2 separate regions of the Mus musculus genome follow, and region 2 is linked to region 1. A link is a contact called in public HiChIP or PLAC-seq data. All regions are on one chromosome and are shown on one strand. Each heading gives the region's core, a stretch centred on a gene start, on an enhancer-like site or on the middle of the called end of the contact. The rest is flanking DNA. Distances are from core to core; before and after follow the strand shown.

Region 1 (6,713 bases), core at 2,701-5,200:
AGGAACCTGTGATGGTTATACTAGGGCCATGCTACCTATCATGCTCTCTGCTTCCAGTTCCCCTCTGGCATGAGCAGCCTCTGCCTTGGGTGCCCACTAGTGCGCTGATGGCTGGAAACTGAATTTCCCTTGTGGACCGAACCCTTGATTCAGAATGGCTTCTTCCTCCCCGAGGCTGGTTTTGCCATGCATTTTGGTCACAGGAACAAGAAAGCCATTGAAACATTAGGTCAAACAAAACAATAGAGTCCTTGGTGCCTTTAAATGTAAAGGGGTACATCAGCAGGCAGAGGAGACCATCTGCAAGGGCTTCTGGAGAGTTCTTTGTCCACAGATTCTTTCCACTCGGCATAACTGGTAAACTCTGGGTAGACAGGCACCTCATCCACCTTCCCAGCATGACCTTCAGCCTAAGATCAGGCAGGGAGGCATCTCAGATAGCTGACACAGAACAGAGTTCCCCCTTCATGGTTCACTCTGGCCACAATTATGTCTAATTCTACTTCTGTAATGCCACAGCCTGGCCCAGTCAGATATCTGCAAGTGGATAGCCATGCATGACTGGAGTGTCCCTAGAGTCAGCAGAGGGAAACCAGGCAGATCATCAGGGAACAGAGACAATGCTGGGCTCCTCTGTTATTTAGAAAAAAGTCAGGAAATTGCCCTGGTTCCTGCCTACTGAGTCCAACCTTGGTGTAACACATGTGGGGTTCAGGAATCCAGGGCATCCAGCCAACCTCAGCTCTCATCAGCACCAAAGTCTTGGGCGACATTCTCCCTCTGTCATGTCAGTCAATAGCTTAAGAGCACACCAGCCATTGGCAGACTTTGAGGAGCCACTCACTCATCCCTACCCTGTTTAACTGAGATAGATGCTAGAGAAGTCCTGAGATATGAGCTGGTCTGCTGTGACCAAGTTCCCCAGTCTGGAGCTATTCAAAGCTCAGGTCCCCCTGCCTACCACTCACGGAGGTTCTGATGTGAGAACTCCACTCCCTTTTTTGGCCCCATTAGGATCATAGAGGTTAAGAGACTTGAAGACTCCATAGCCAGCCTGTGAGTGTGCCTGGCTTGAGGTTGGCACAGGGTTCCCTAGAGACCTTTCCTCATTGCCCAGGCTGACCTCCCTGGGGAGGACAAAGGGGCCTCCTGGAGAGGTGATCTGAGCCCTCTAATGTCTCTCTGCTCTGAGCTTTCCTTGCCACTGCTCTTTGCCCTACAGAGGAGAGGACCACCCCACCCAGAGACACAGCCACACAGCCTCCACAAAAGCCTCTGCCTCCTCCATTCATTCATTTGTTCTTCCAGCCCATCCCTTAATAGCAGCAATTTTGTGCCCATTTTACTGATTTCTATACAGAGGATAGCTAGTGAAAATAATAACCCTCTGTCAAGTGATGGGTATGGAGCCTGTGCCAAGCCTGTCTCTACTGTCCATTCAGCTATATAGCATCTATACATAGGAAGCCCATAAGGGGCAATTAGAACATCAGCCCTCAGCCCTCTAGGATGGTGGGAAATCCCTTTGGCAATCAGAGTAGCTCTTGGGACCTTCCTATAAGCTTTAGGGCATCACTGGGGCCCTTGCTATCTTTGGCACATCTCTGGGGCCCTGACTGTTTTAGGATGTCTTAAGGGCCTTCTCAGTCTTTAGGACATCTCAGGGACCCTGGCTATCTTTGGGACATCTCTGGGGCCCTCTCAGTCTTTAGGACATCTTTGGGGGCCTTACTGTTTTTAGGACATCTTTGGGGCCCCTCACTGTCTTAGGGCATCTCTGGTGTACTGGCTGTCTTTAGGCGATCTCTGGGGCCTTCTTGGTCTATAGGACATCTTTGAGGACCTCTCAGTCTTTAGGACATCTTTGGGAGCCTTGCTGTGTTTAAGACATCGTTGGGGGCCCTCTCCATCTTTAGGACATCTTTTGGGTCCTGGTGTCTCTAGGAGATCTTTGGGGCCTTCTCTGTCTTTAGGACATCTCTGGAGTCCTGTTGTCTTTAGGACATCTCTGGAGTCCTATCTTTAAGACATCTCTGGAGTTCGGGTATCTTTAGGACATCTCTGTAGTCCTGGTGTCTTTAGGACATCTCTGGGGCCCTCTCTGTCTTTAGGACATCTCTGGGGTCTTGGTGTCTTTAGGATATCTCTGGAGTCCTCTCTATCTTTAAGACATCTCTGGAGTCCAGGTGTCTTTAGGACATCTCTGGGGCCCTCTCTGTCTTTAGGATATCTCTGGGGTCCTGGAGTCTTTAGGACTTCTCTGGGGCCCTCTCAGTCTTTAAGACATCTTTGGGGACCCCTCACTGTTTTAGGACATCTCTGGTGTACTGGCTGTCTCTAGGCAATCTCTGGGCCCTTCTTAGTCTTTAGGACATCTTTGGGGAATCTCTCGGTCTTTAGGACACCATTGGGGGGCCTCTCTGTGTTTAAGACATCTTTGGGGGCCCTCTCCATCTTTAGGACATCTTTGGGGTCCTGGTGTCTTTAGGACATCTCTGGGGCCCTGGCTGTCTATAGGATAGAGCAAAGACGTTAACATAGCCTCTGACTTTGCCAGCCATGCTGAACTTCACCTTACCTCCTCGATTCTTGCTTACTACTTTTCTTCTTTTTCAGCTTCAGGTTTCTGTGGCCCTGGAGCTTGGATTGGGGGTGGATGATAAATCAGCATCAGGACAGGATGCTAAAAAGAAAGCAGAGCCATGCTCTGGTTATGGCCAGCCCAGAGTTGGCTGACCTGAGGAATCTCAGGAAGGAAGGGACCATGTAAAACTGAGTCCCATGTCATATCTGTAAGGGAAACTGTGAGGGGCCCAGGCTGGCAAGAATTCATCAGCCTGAGTCCCCAAATACTGTCCCGGTGAAAACTCAGAGCAAGGCCTGCTAGTGTGTTCAACCTACACAGAGGAGACACTGATTGGCGTCTGGGGACATCAGAGAGCAGAAAGTGAGATGCTAGATACCCAAGATGCTGCGAACTCTTAGGGATCAGGGAGGGAGAGAAGAGGGAGAAGATTGCAGAAGCAGACCAGGGAGAGGAAAATAAAGAAGAGAAGGAAACACACAGTCTGAGCAGAGAGAAGCAACCTGTACAATCCCACAGTCTGGTCAGAGTCCCTTCCTGCTCGCCATCACTTCTGAGGTCCCCTCCTCTCACCTGATATATCTCTGAGCTGCCAGAAGACCAACACAGTCTGGCAGAATTTAAGCACAGAGGGACCCTCCTATGCCAGAGTCAATTACCCACCTGTCCCTCTCTGCATTTGGGCCCTGGATCTTTCCAGATGCCCTGAGTCCCTGTAAAAGCACCCATGGAATCAATACATCAAGGGTGACATTATCCCTGTGTGTACTACAGTGCATATTCCAGGACTTACTGCAGACATGGACCCCCTGGGCCCTGGAAGCTGCATTTTAACAAGCACCATTAGCTATCTACATGTGCTCTGAAGTCACAGAGCCACCACTGAAATGTGTAGCCTCCCTGGCCTAAGGCTTATGTGGCCTCAAATCCCAGCAGTATACTGGCAGTGTGCTGCTTTCCGAATGCTTCAGCTCTGGATTCTGTAGCGATATGGCGAAAGTAAAACCTCCTCAGGGTTACAAGAGAATACAAATCAAGAAAACTCATTGGCATGAGGGAAACAAATCTTCCCCACGAATACTAAGTAAATAAAGAGATGCAGACAAACAAATAAATTAAGCATACATAGTCACCAATCCTGAAATATTAAGCAAATAAATATTAGCTGGTACTATGATATTATTTGGAGCCATTCCCTGTTCCTACTGTCAATATGGCAGTCAATGAGGCTACTGCAAGGCAGCATACAAGAGCCAAGCTTCCAGCCCAGCATCCACTCCTGCAAGGGAGATAGGTAAAGCAGGTAAGACATTCAAGTCCGGCTCACCCACTTCTGCAGGCAGGTTGGGTGGGTGCAATGACAATTATGACCAGAAGAGGGAGGCATAAACACGCGTTTCAGAGCAGAGCTCAGGGATCCTCAGAGTGGGAGGCTCTCTGGGGAGGAGGGGGAGGCTGGGATCAGCATTTGTTCTAGAACCAACACACACACAGCACACAACACACATGCACACACTGTTGATAGTAATATCTGGGGATGTTCACAGGCTGAAAGCTTGTTCCCCCAGGTTGCCCAGAAGCCAGGCTCAGAGCCGCTCCATGAGTCTCTTTCCCGAGGGCTCAGAAGCACCTCGTTAGATTTTATTTTTCACCACCCAGTCTGGCCCTGGCAGGCCGTGGGCAGAGTGCTGGCTGTCGTGCCTTTCTGAGAAGGCTCTTGGCGGAGCTCCAGAGTGGGGGCCTCCTGTTCTGTTTGAAGGAGAGTTGTGGTAGGCACTTCACCCAGCGCTCTCAGAAAACTTTCTTAGCTAAAACAGTTGGAAGGGTGAGGATGGGTGGGGTGCTAGGGTGGACGTGCCTGCCCTCCACTCACCAGTCGATTTTCTAAAAGAGGGGATAAGGTAGCCCATGGCTGGAGTACCTGCTGTGTGTTCCTCAGCACCAGACACCCAGCGCTTCAGAGACCTCCCATAGAGGTGAAGCCTGAGGCTCAGAGAGGTCAGGTGACTTGCCCAGAGCCACACAGCTAGTGAACAACCAAGATGATGGCATTTTCCACCTATTGAGAGCCTAGCATACTTATGGGCACAAAGGTAATCATTGCATGTTTGATTGAGCCTATCTGTAAGTCCAGTAAGCCCTTCTGTCTGCCCTAAAGCCTTCCTTCTGCTCCACACTGCCTCAACCCTGGAAAATGCTGGTCTCCATTCCCCCAACCTTCCAAAGGACTAAAATCCCCATTTATTCCCCCTGGCCTCAGCAGCAGCCTGGTGAGAGCTGTGGCCGTGGCTGGAGGACATTCCTGCTGGTAAATGCCTGTCCTGAAGACCTGGGCGCCTCGCTCGGGATGTCCCAGCAGTGCAAAAGTGAGGAGGGGACACTCTGGTTACACATGTCACCTGGCTATCTGGGACTAGGAAAAGCATATTGTTCAAGAGTGATGAGGTGCCGTCCTCTCCTTCCCACAGAAAGTGGCGCCAGCACAATGAACGTCATCCCCCTTATACCCCAGCCCCCAGCCCTGGGGACACCACTGTAATAAGCCTTGGCTGTGTGCAAGCTCTCACCCTGCCTTGTCATGCAGTCCACGTGGCACCATGCAGACATGTCACTTTCCTTCTGAGGGACTCTCCCTCTCCTGAAGAAATACTACAGGTGCCCTGGTATTCAGTGGTAGCTGAGGAAGAGCCCCTGTGTCTTGTTCTTCTTCTCCTGAGAGCTGGGCTTGACCTGCTCATACTGCGGAGTTCTCTTATAAGTGGCCTGTGGGTGAGGCTTGGCCACTCCCATGCAGGGTAACTAAGGTGGCCATTTGAACTGGCATGTGTTTGGGGCAGGAAAGGGGACTCTAGCCCTTTCCTGAGATCTTCATCCAAATCTTCCAGCGGGGGTGGGGGGGGGAACCTAGCTTGTCTGGAATCCACCTTCACTTTCAGGTTTACCCATAAGCTTGGAAGCTCTGTAAGGACTCCATTGCTAAGATCTACCTGTCCCCCTTGGCAGCCACCACGGCAGGCAGATTGAAGTGTTTGAAAACACCTGGGCATGAGGAAACGTGGCTGGGAGGTGTGGGGGAAGGGTGGCAAAAGAAAGCCCGCCTTGATGAACCTGGGAGACAGTCTCCTGGGTAGCATGCCTAAGGAACTTTGCAGAGCCAGAGAAAGGCTTGGAAAAATCCAGATAACTTGCCATGGTCACCTTAAGGCAGCCCTGGCTCAAGTACGTGTGCTTTCTCATTACTCATAAGATAAGACTTCCCACGTACTACACAGGTACTGTCTCGGTCACTTTTCTTTCTTTTTTTTTTTAATTTTTTTTATTACATATTTTCCTCAATTACATTTCCAATGCTATCCCCAAAGCCCCCCCCCCACTACCCACCCATTCCCATTTTTTGGCCCTGGCGTTCCCCTGTACTGGGGCATATAAAGTTTGCCTGTCCAGTGGGCCTCTCTTTCCAGCAACCCTGTAGGTGCAACATTATGAACTAACCAGTACCTCGGTCACTTTTCTTATGGCACGACCAAGAAGCAGTTTGAGGGAGGTGGGACTTCCTGTGGCTCATGGTATAAGGTGAAGCAGTCTGTCCCAGCAGGGGATGCACAAAGTGCGCCTTTGGTCACCAAGTATCCACAGACAGGAAGCAGAGTGGACAGGAAGTGGGGCTAGGTTTCAAAATCCTAAGGCCATTCCCTAGTGATGCACTTCCTCCAGCACGGCCCCACCTCCTAAAGGTTCCACAAACTTCCAAAAGAGGAGGACCACACTCGGTGGGGGCAGGGCCGGGGGGATGACATCAAGTGTTCACACACAGGAGCCTGTGGGGGACACTTCCACTCAAGCTGTAACCAGTGTGCTGGTTTACTCTGTGGAGGCACACGGTTTGTGAAAGGCACCTACGAGTTCTCTTGCTGCCCTTTTTTAGGCAGTGAGGATTCCTTCCTGGTAAGAAAAAAAATCTACGTCAGAGCCCGGAGAATGGAAAGTTTTTTTTTTTCTGTAATATTTATCCCCGCAAAATAAATATTTCCCCTTCTATCCAGGTCCAGCCTATCTCTGTTGACAGCTTCCCAGGTCCTCCTGAAACATCCAGTCACTCCAGGAACTGGGAGCAGGGTGACCGGGCAAC
Region 2 (6,387 bases), core at 3,877-6,376, 170 kb after region 1:
GACTGTGCTCAAAACAGCAGTAGGTCCGGAGAGACATAAGACACAGGCTTACTCTCCAGCCTTGCTTTCTAGCCCCTGTGAAATGCCTGGGTTCTGGGTGCCCAGCACATGGTGAGGCTGCAGACCTCATGGTTGTGTGGATTTGATGCATCCTACCTGGCCACCCTGGATGCTATCTGGCCCAGCACTTCCAGCCTCCCTGTACTTGAGTTTATCTCTAGTACCTTTTTATGATACCATGAAAGGACTCCTATACAAGGGGTCCAGATTCCTCCAGAAAATTAGGAAATAAAATGGGGTGATCTTTAAGTGTCCTTCAGCCTCTCCACTCTGGACTCTCTGGTTCTGTCTAACCTCGCTAATGGCAAGTCGGGCACTTGAGTGTACACTTGGGTAAGATAGAGAATTTGTTCAGAGGGACTGTATCACCCAGAGGTGATGGTGTCAACACTGTCTACATTGGCAGGTAGAGGAATTAGTGAGGACCACAGAGGAGGGATGGGCAGTTCCAATGGGAAGAAGGACCTGAAAGAACTCCACCAACAGAGTTAACTTTGTCCTAGATCTGAAAAGTCACAGCTATACCATTTGGCAGGGCAGTGACTGTCAGGAACAGCCATGCACAGGATGAGGGAACAGCCTGGGCACTTTCATGGATGCATGAGAACACGCAGCCTAGTTCAGAAGAGAAAGCAGTCCAGGGCTTCAAAATGGGGGGGGGGGGGGTGGAATATACTGTCCTCTTAGAAATTCTGTCACTGCCTAACTTCCTGCCACTGCAAGAGAAGAGGGTCTGGATGGTGTGGCGAGCAGGAAGTGACTCCAGCAGCCCTGTTGGGGAAGAGGGTAGGTGGTGGCATTTAATGTGTGGGCAGGAGAGGTTTTGCATTGACTTCATCTCAGGAGACAGGCAGGGAGCTGAAGGACTGTCCCTTGCTGGCCCAGCATTTGCTAGGGAGGTGTCATTTATTTCTGGGCTTGTCAGTGTGACATTCTGTCTGCTCTCCTGAAAGCTTTAAAACTTGCTCTCAAACCCTCCCAGTCCTATGACCTCAGCAGTCCCCATGCCCTCAGACTGATCTTTTGAAATGAGACTCATGTCACCCAAAGGCTGGTGGACAGGGAGAAAGCGCCTCCTATGCTCTTGGAGGTCCTTGTCCCCAGGCTGCGGACTATGAGTCCTCCATCAGGGAGAATTAGTACTCCTTCAGTCTGACTCTAGTTCTGAAATCTGACCAGCTGTCGGTCTGTATGTTTCCATAAGGCTTTTATTTTCACTCTTATACACTTTTTCCCTTGGATTTCCCCATCCCCCCAAGACATTTTTTAGGCCTAGTCTCACTCTATAGCCCAGGCTGGGGTAGAAGTCGCCATGTAGCCCAGATTGGCTTCTAACTCTTTGGCAGATGTTCTGCATCGGCCTTTCAAGTGTTGGCACCACAGATGTGAGCCAGCACACTCCACTCCATCTCTTTCATTCCAAGATCTTGACCCTTCTCCATACTGGGGTAACTCCTTACGCCTCTTGTGGAAAGGCCTGCACACAGGTTACCTTCTTTGTCTCCGGGAGGACACTTCGTTTCCTGACTGTAATATAGTAGTCACTTAGATAGAGGAAGCCGGTCAGGCCAGCAGGCCCTCATAACACTTAGTTTAAAAAGCTTACCATCTGGGAGAGACTCCCTCTCTGAGTCAATCTTAGATCTGCAAAGTCCTTCTCAGCATTGCTGTGTCTAGTCCTCAAAAAGGGCCCTGTGTCACACTCAGCAGCCACAGATATGCAGGATGCCCACTGGCAGAGGGTACCCACTGGTAGAGGGTACATCGAACTTCTAGGGGATTTTCCTGTTCAGGTCCAGTCACAGGTCTCCAAGCTTATTCTCTTCTCCTTCCTGGATGAGCACGCTGAGTCTGATTCTTTCCATGGTCACCCTGGACCATATAAAAGGCACGTGTTCTGAGCAGTCTGAAGAGGCTCCCCTAGCCACCCCCACCCTATCTGCACTTTTTCCTCACTACTCACTGAAAAAGTAGGAGACCTCTGTTAAACGCAAGTGTGGCTTCTGGGAAACACATTAAGCTACTAACAGCTGGACATAGATTAGTTTATCAGGCACAGACTTTAGGCGATCGAAGAAATGTGTATCACTTTGGTGTGGGAGAGAAGGGAGCAACCCCATGGATGGGCACCTCTCTCCCAAGGAGGGAGCAGTAGAAGCTTTTGGGCTGCCGGGCCATCAACCATTTTACTCCTGGTCTTGTTCCTCTTCTCTTTGCCTTGTGGATCAAAAGCCCCAAACCCTGACTCACTCTGGAGTCGATCCTTAGAAGAACCAGGCAGATAGGCAAACTCAGAGTGAGCAGGAGGGAGTCTGTGAGCTTTGAGTAGTGTGATGCAGGGATGGAATGTTCTAGAACACAGCACAGTAAAAGCAGACCCAGGCTCTAAGCAGGCACAGACAGGGGTGGGGTAGGAGAGCTTGTCACAGCTTATAAGTGTCAGCACTGAGTTGACAGGCCCAGGGGATAGGTCAGAAAGCCAGGACTGGAAAAGAGACCACCAGCGGGGAGCAAGTAGAACATTGTCCCACGTGGTCCACACAGGCTAACCTCCTCCAAAGGCCATGGCTGGAGACTAGGAAAACAAGAGGAAAGAGACAGAGTGGTGGAGGCAGCTTGGTAGGTACTGAATCACTCGCCAAGGCAAAGTGTGTGTCTGCAGATATGCTGGGGTAAACTCACAGCTGTCACCCTCAGGAGCCACCCACAGTACACTTGAACAACTGGCCGTGGCTGCACATGTCTGCTGTTCATGTACTCATGCTACCACCCCTCATCACCTCAATTCTCTTCCTTCTCTCTTCAGCCTCTACCGTTTCAAGCCTGTCCCGTCACTACAGTGGTCATCCTGAAACAGAAATTTGGACACCCTGCTCTTAATTTATGAGCTATAGGTAGATGATACCCTCCTTTGCAAGAACCTTGCTGGCCTCAGCCAACAGATAACTGTCAGCTTCTGCCACCCAGGGATCTTCATTCTGACTGTTCCATCCCTGACATGCCATCTCACCCCCGGGCCCCCTGGTATGGGTGCCCCCCCTGAGATGCTTCTTATTTTTCTTGAGAAAGAAATGTATGCACAGCCCTAGAAGTGCTCATCAGTGACAGGCTTTACCTAGCTGTACAGTGTGTTTGCACAGTGTCTTTCCTTCCAGGTAGTCACACAGTTGAGAGGGACTCTTCCAGCTTCTCGCCATACCACCCAAAGCCAGGGGAGCGCTGCACCATAAAGACTCAAGGCGGAAAGAGCTAGCACATCTGCCTATCACATACAAGCATGGAAGGACAAGCTATCCCTAGAGTCCCTTTATTGACACTGGCCAGGTGCACATAGTGACCCTGCCATTCTCCCTCCTTGCACAGTGAGTGGTGCTTCCCATTCCTGACTAGCAACGCTGCCTGTGGCTGGGACTCTGCAGTGACTTAGTGTCCTAGGAAGTGTGCTGAGCCTATAACAGCTTCCCTGGAGAACTCATGGGCCCCTGCGCTGGTAACATCTACACAGAGACTTTGATTGCCAGCCTTCCTCCCCAATACCATGGGCCTCTAAATTAAAACATAAAACAGCAATAGACAGCCTCTGTTTTGCTGTCTTGGCCACTAAGAGTGGCCAAGCTTCAGATCTGGAAAATAAAGATATTTTAAGATTTGGCTTCTGACTATATGTCTATTTTAATACAAAACATGCATTTCCAAATATCATGTGTGCTGTGCTGCCCCCCTCTAGGGTATATTCCTACCCCTGAGCTGCAGAGACCTGTGTAACTTCCACTCCAGGCCACGTACTGTGGCAAAGCACTAAGTGCAGAACAGAAACTGTAGGAGAACAAGCTAGTGAGGGTTGGGACTTAGCTGTTAGCAGAGTTAGCAATGAGCCTAGGAGTGAAGAAATGACACTGGTGGGATAGAGAAGAGTGGGCGGTAGCGGAGTTGCTACATTTCCAAAGTCAAAAGGCCTTCTGAGAAGGTGACCTCAGAGATGAGAACACAGGTGAATCTAGAGGAACAATGTTCCAAGGAGGGACTGTCAGATGTGAGGCGGGAAGGACTTTAATATATTAACAGCAGAACAAAGGCTACTACTGGTAGAGCCTGGAAGGTCAGGGGTGGAAGGTAGAAGAGGATGGGGTAGATAAGCCAAAGAAAACTGTGTCTTAAAAACATATTTATTTATTTCTAACAATGAAAGAAATCAAATCCTGAAGGGTAGCGGTTATAAGAAATATTTTCTTATCTATTTGGTCTGCTTTAAATTCCATTCTTCAAAAGACTGGGACCTGTCTCCTCACTTCCTCTCATTTTGAAGTTTTGGCTGCTGAAAAGAACATATAATAACATGAAATAATGTATCATAAGTTACTTCCAAGGATCTTGGCCCAGCCTTATCAGTTCTGGGGAGGCTGTTGTTGTCCTGAACTTTTACTGCTGCCCAAGCCAGACAGGAGACTTGAGGTCCGGGTGCCCAGGGTTATGGGTGGGGGTGGGGGGTACTCTCTGAACACATTAAACCTTCTGAGGATAGTTAAGGTTTCTGAGAACCTCTGGAGAGTCACATTAGGATTAGAGGACGTGGAGCTGCCCAGTCCCGGAAGTCTCAGAAAGAAAAGCACAGACCCAGTCTGCAGCAGGTAGAGAACACTGAGGGGGAAACAAAGTATCCAAAGCCAGGTACCTGCCTGTCCCCTCCTCCCCCTCTAGGGTTTACGGAAGTCCTTTCTCTGGCAGCTACCAGGTGTGTTTGAAAACACCCAAGCTTTATCCTTTACGTAGCAGGAAACTGTGTGTGTGTGTGTGTGTGTGTGTGTGTGTGTGTGTGTGTGTGTGTGTGTGTGTGTGTGTTTCAGCGCGCACGCGCTTGCGAATCTCCCTCCCCGTGTGCCTGCGTTTATCCTACAGCTGAAATCCAGATTACAGCTGTATCCCGGTACCAGTGACTACCATGGGACAATTTGGGTGAGTTTGATGCAGAGGTGAGATGGAGCTGAGCACGTGTTGGGGGAGATACGAGCTGGTGTCCTGGCTTAGAACCAGAATGGTCCTGGAAGCCACAGCCCCCTCTCGGGATCGCAGCCCTCCCTCCTGCCCAAGGCTGTCCCGCCTACCCTCGCCCTCTTCTCAAGAGTTAAGGACCTCCCCGCTGTGCTGGCTGCTCTCGGCTCCCCTTGCACGGGAGCCCTAAGACAGTGGACAGTGCCCCCCGCACCCCCCCTCCCTCACCACAACCCGGAGTCCCAGGGGCCCCAGCGTCTGCTTTCTGGGCTTAGGGGAGTTACTGGATCGCGCAGAGGGAGCACGGCACTCAAGAGTTGTGAGCGCAGGGCTTCTGCTCCCGCCTTGGTTCCCCTCCACCCCCCTCATCCCAGAGCTTGGCGGAGTGACCTCGGTGGCCCGCCAGGGATGCCCCAGGGGCTGCAGAACGGTGGACGACCTGGCGCCCGGGCCAGACCAACGACAGGTGCTTCGGCTCCTTTTTTCTTCTTCCTTTCCTCTTCCCCCACCCTCCTCACCCTGAAGTAAGATGAGCGTGATGCTGTGGCGCTGGGAACAGAACAATTCCACCATGAAGCTGGTAAGGGCACACTGCAGACTCACAAGCTCTACTGTGGTCTCTTCCCTGACATCCTGAATTGTTGCTGGAGTGGAAAACCCCCGATCCACAGTTGGTATTTCTTTTTATCTTGAAGGGTGTGTGTGTGTATGTGTGTGTGTGTGTGTGTATGTGTGTGTGTGTGTGTGTGTGTGTGTGTGTGTGTGCGTGTGTGCGCGCGCGCGCGCGCGCTCGCACAAGAAGCAGAGCTGAACTGACTTATGTCCCCATCCCTTCCACCTATTAATTCCTGAGGCTTCTGCAGTTGCACCTCAAGGGTCATTTCCTTGGTGCAGAGCTGCGTTCTCCAGACAGGACTTGAGGCAGCGTGGTCTGCCTGCTGGATCCCTGCCCAGCATTGTGTTGTAGTCTCTTCGGATGCACATGGGTGCTGCTCACTTGTGGTCTAGCTCATTTGGGGTTGGAAGGTGGGAACGTGCAGCCCCTCTTCTTATTTTTCCTCTCACAGTGTGGTAGCTCCATTTTAAGCTTGCAAGAAGCCTGCAGGCTTCAGACGCCTTTTCCCTCCCTCCATTTCCAAATAGTAACTGCTGCTCCCTCCCAGGAAAGGTGAGACCAGCAGTGCTCTCCTTGCTGCTCCAGGTGGGCTGATTTTTTTTTTTTTCCCATCTCAAGCAGGAAATGGGATCCAAAGGTTTGTCTGGCTTTGGCTTAAGATGTGGTGGAGTTTTTGTTTGTTTGTTTGTTTGTTTGCTCTGTTTTGTTTTATCTGATGGTTT

The links. HiChIP or PLAC-seq counts read pairs in DNA pulled down with a chosen protein or histone mark.
Region 2: a contact with region 1 is called in a CTCF HiChIP or PLAC-seq map of the NIH/3T3 cell line, with 10 read pairs. The contact joins two enhancer-like sites. A contact is called at or near these places in 1 of 15 datasets of contacts at CTCF or cohesin (the NIH/3T3 cell line), 1 of 484 Hi-C or Micro-C datasets (bone marrow-derived macrophages), 2 of 115 datasets of contacts at active chromatin or transcription factors (embryonic basal ganglia and embryonic midbrain) and 1 of 9 other capture datasets (liver).

The regions. Positions count from the first base shown.
Region 1 is chr7:49,128,966-49,135,678 of GRCm38.p6, forward strand. All of the region lies in intron 3 of 9130015G15Rik (RIKEN cDNA 9130015G15 gene), which reads right to left. It also overlaps a transcript of Nav2 not described here. Among named protein-coding and RNA genes, the nearest start is that of 9130015G15Rik, 30 kb to the right of the region's middle. Within about 2 kb of position 3,951, at least 38 of the 459 cell types and tissues checked have an H3K27ac peak or open chromatin away from gene starts, as enhancers often do.
Region 2 is chr7:49,298,930-49,305,316 of GRCm38.p6, forward strand. The region is part of intron 1 of Nav2 (neuron navigator 2); the gene reads left to right. Among named protein-coding and RNA genes, the nearest start is that of Gm51448, 48 kb to the right of the region's middle. Within about 2 kb of position 5,127, at least 60 of the 459 cell types and tissues checked have an H3K27ac peak or open chromatin away from gene starts, as enhancers often do.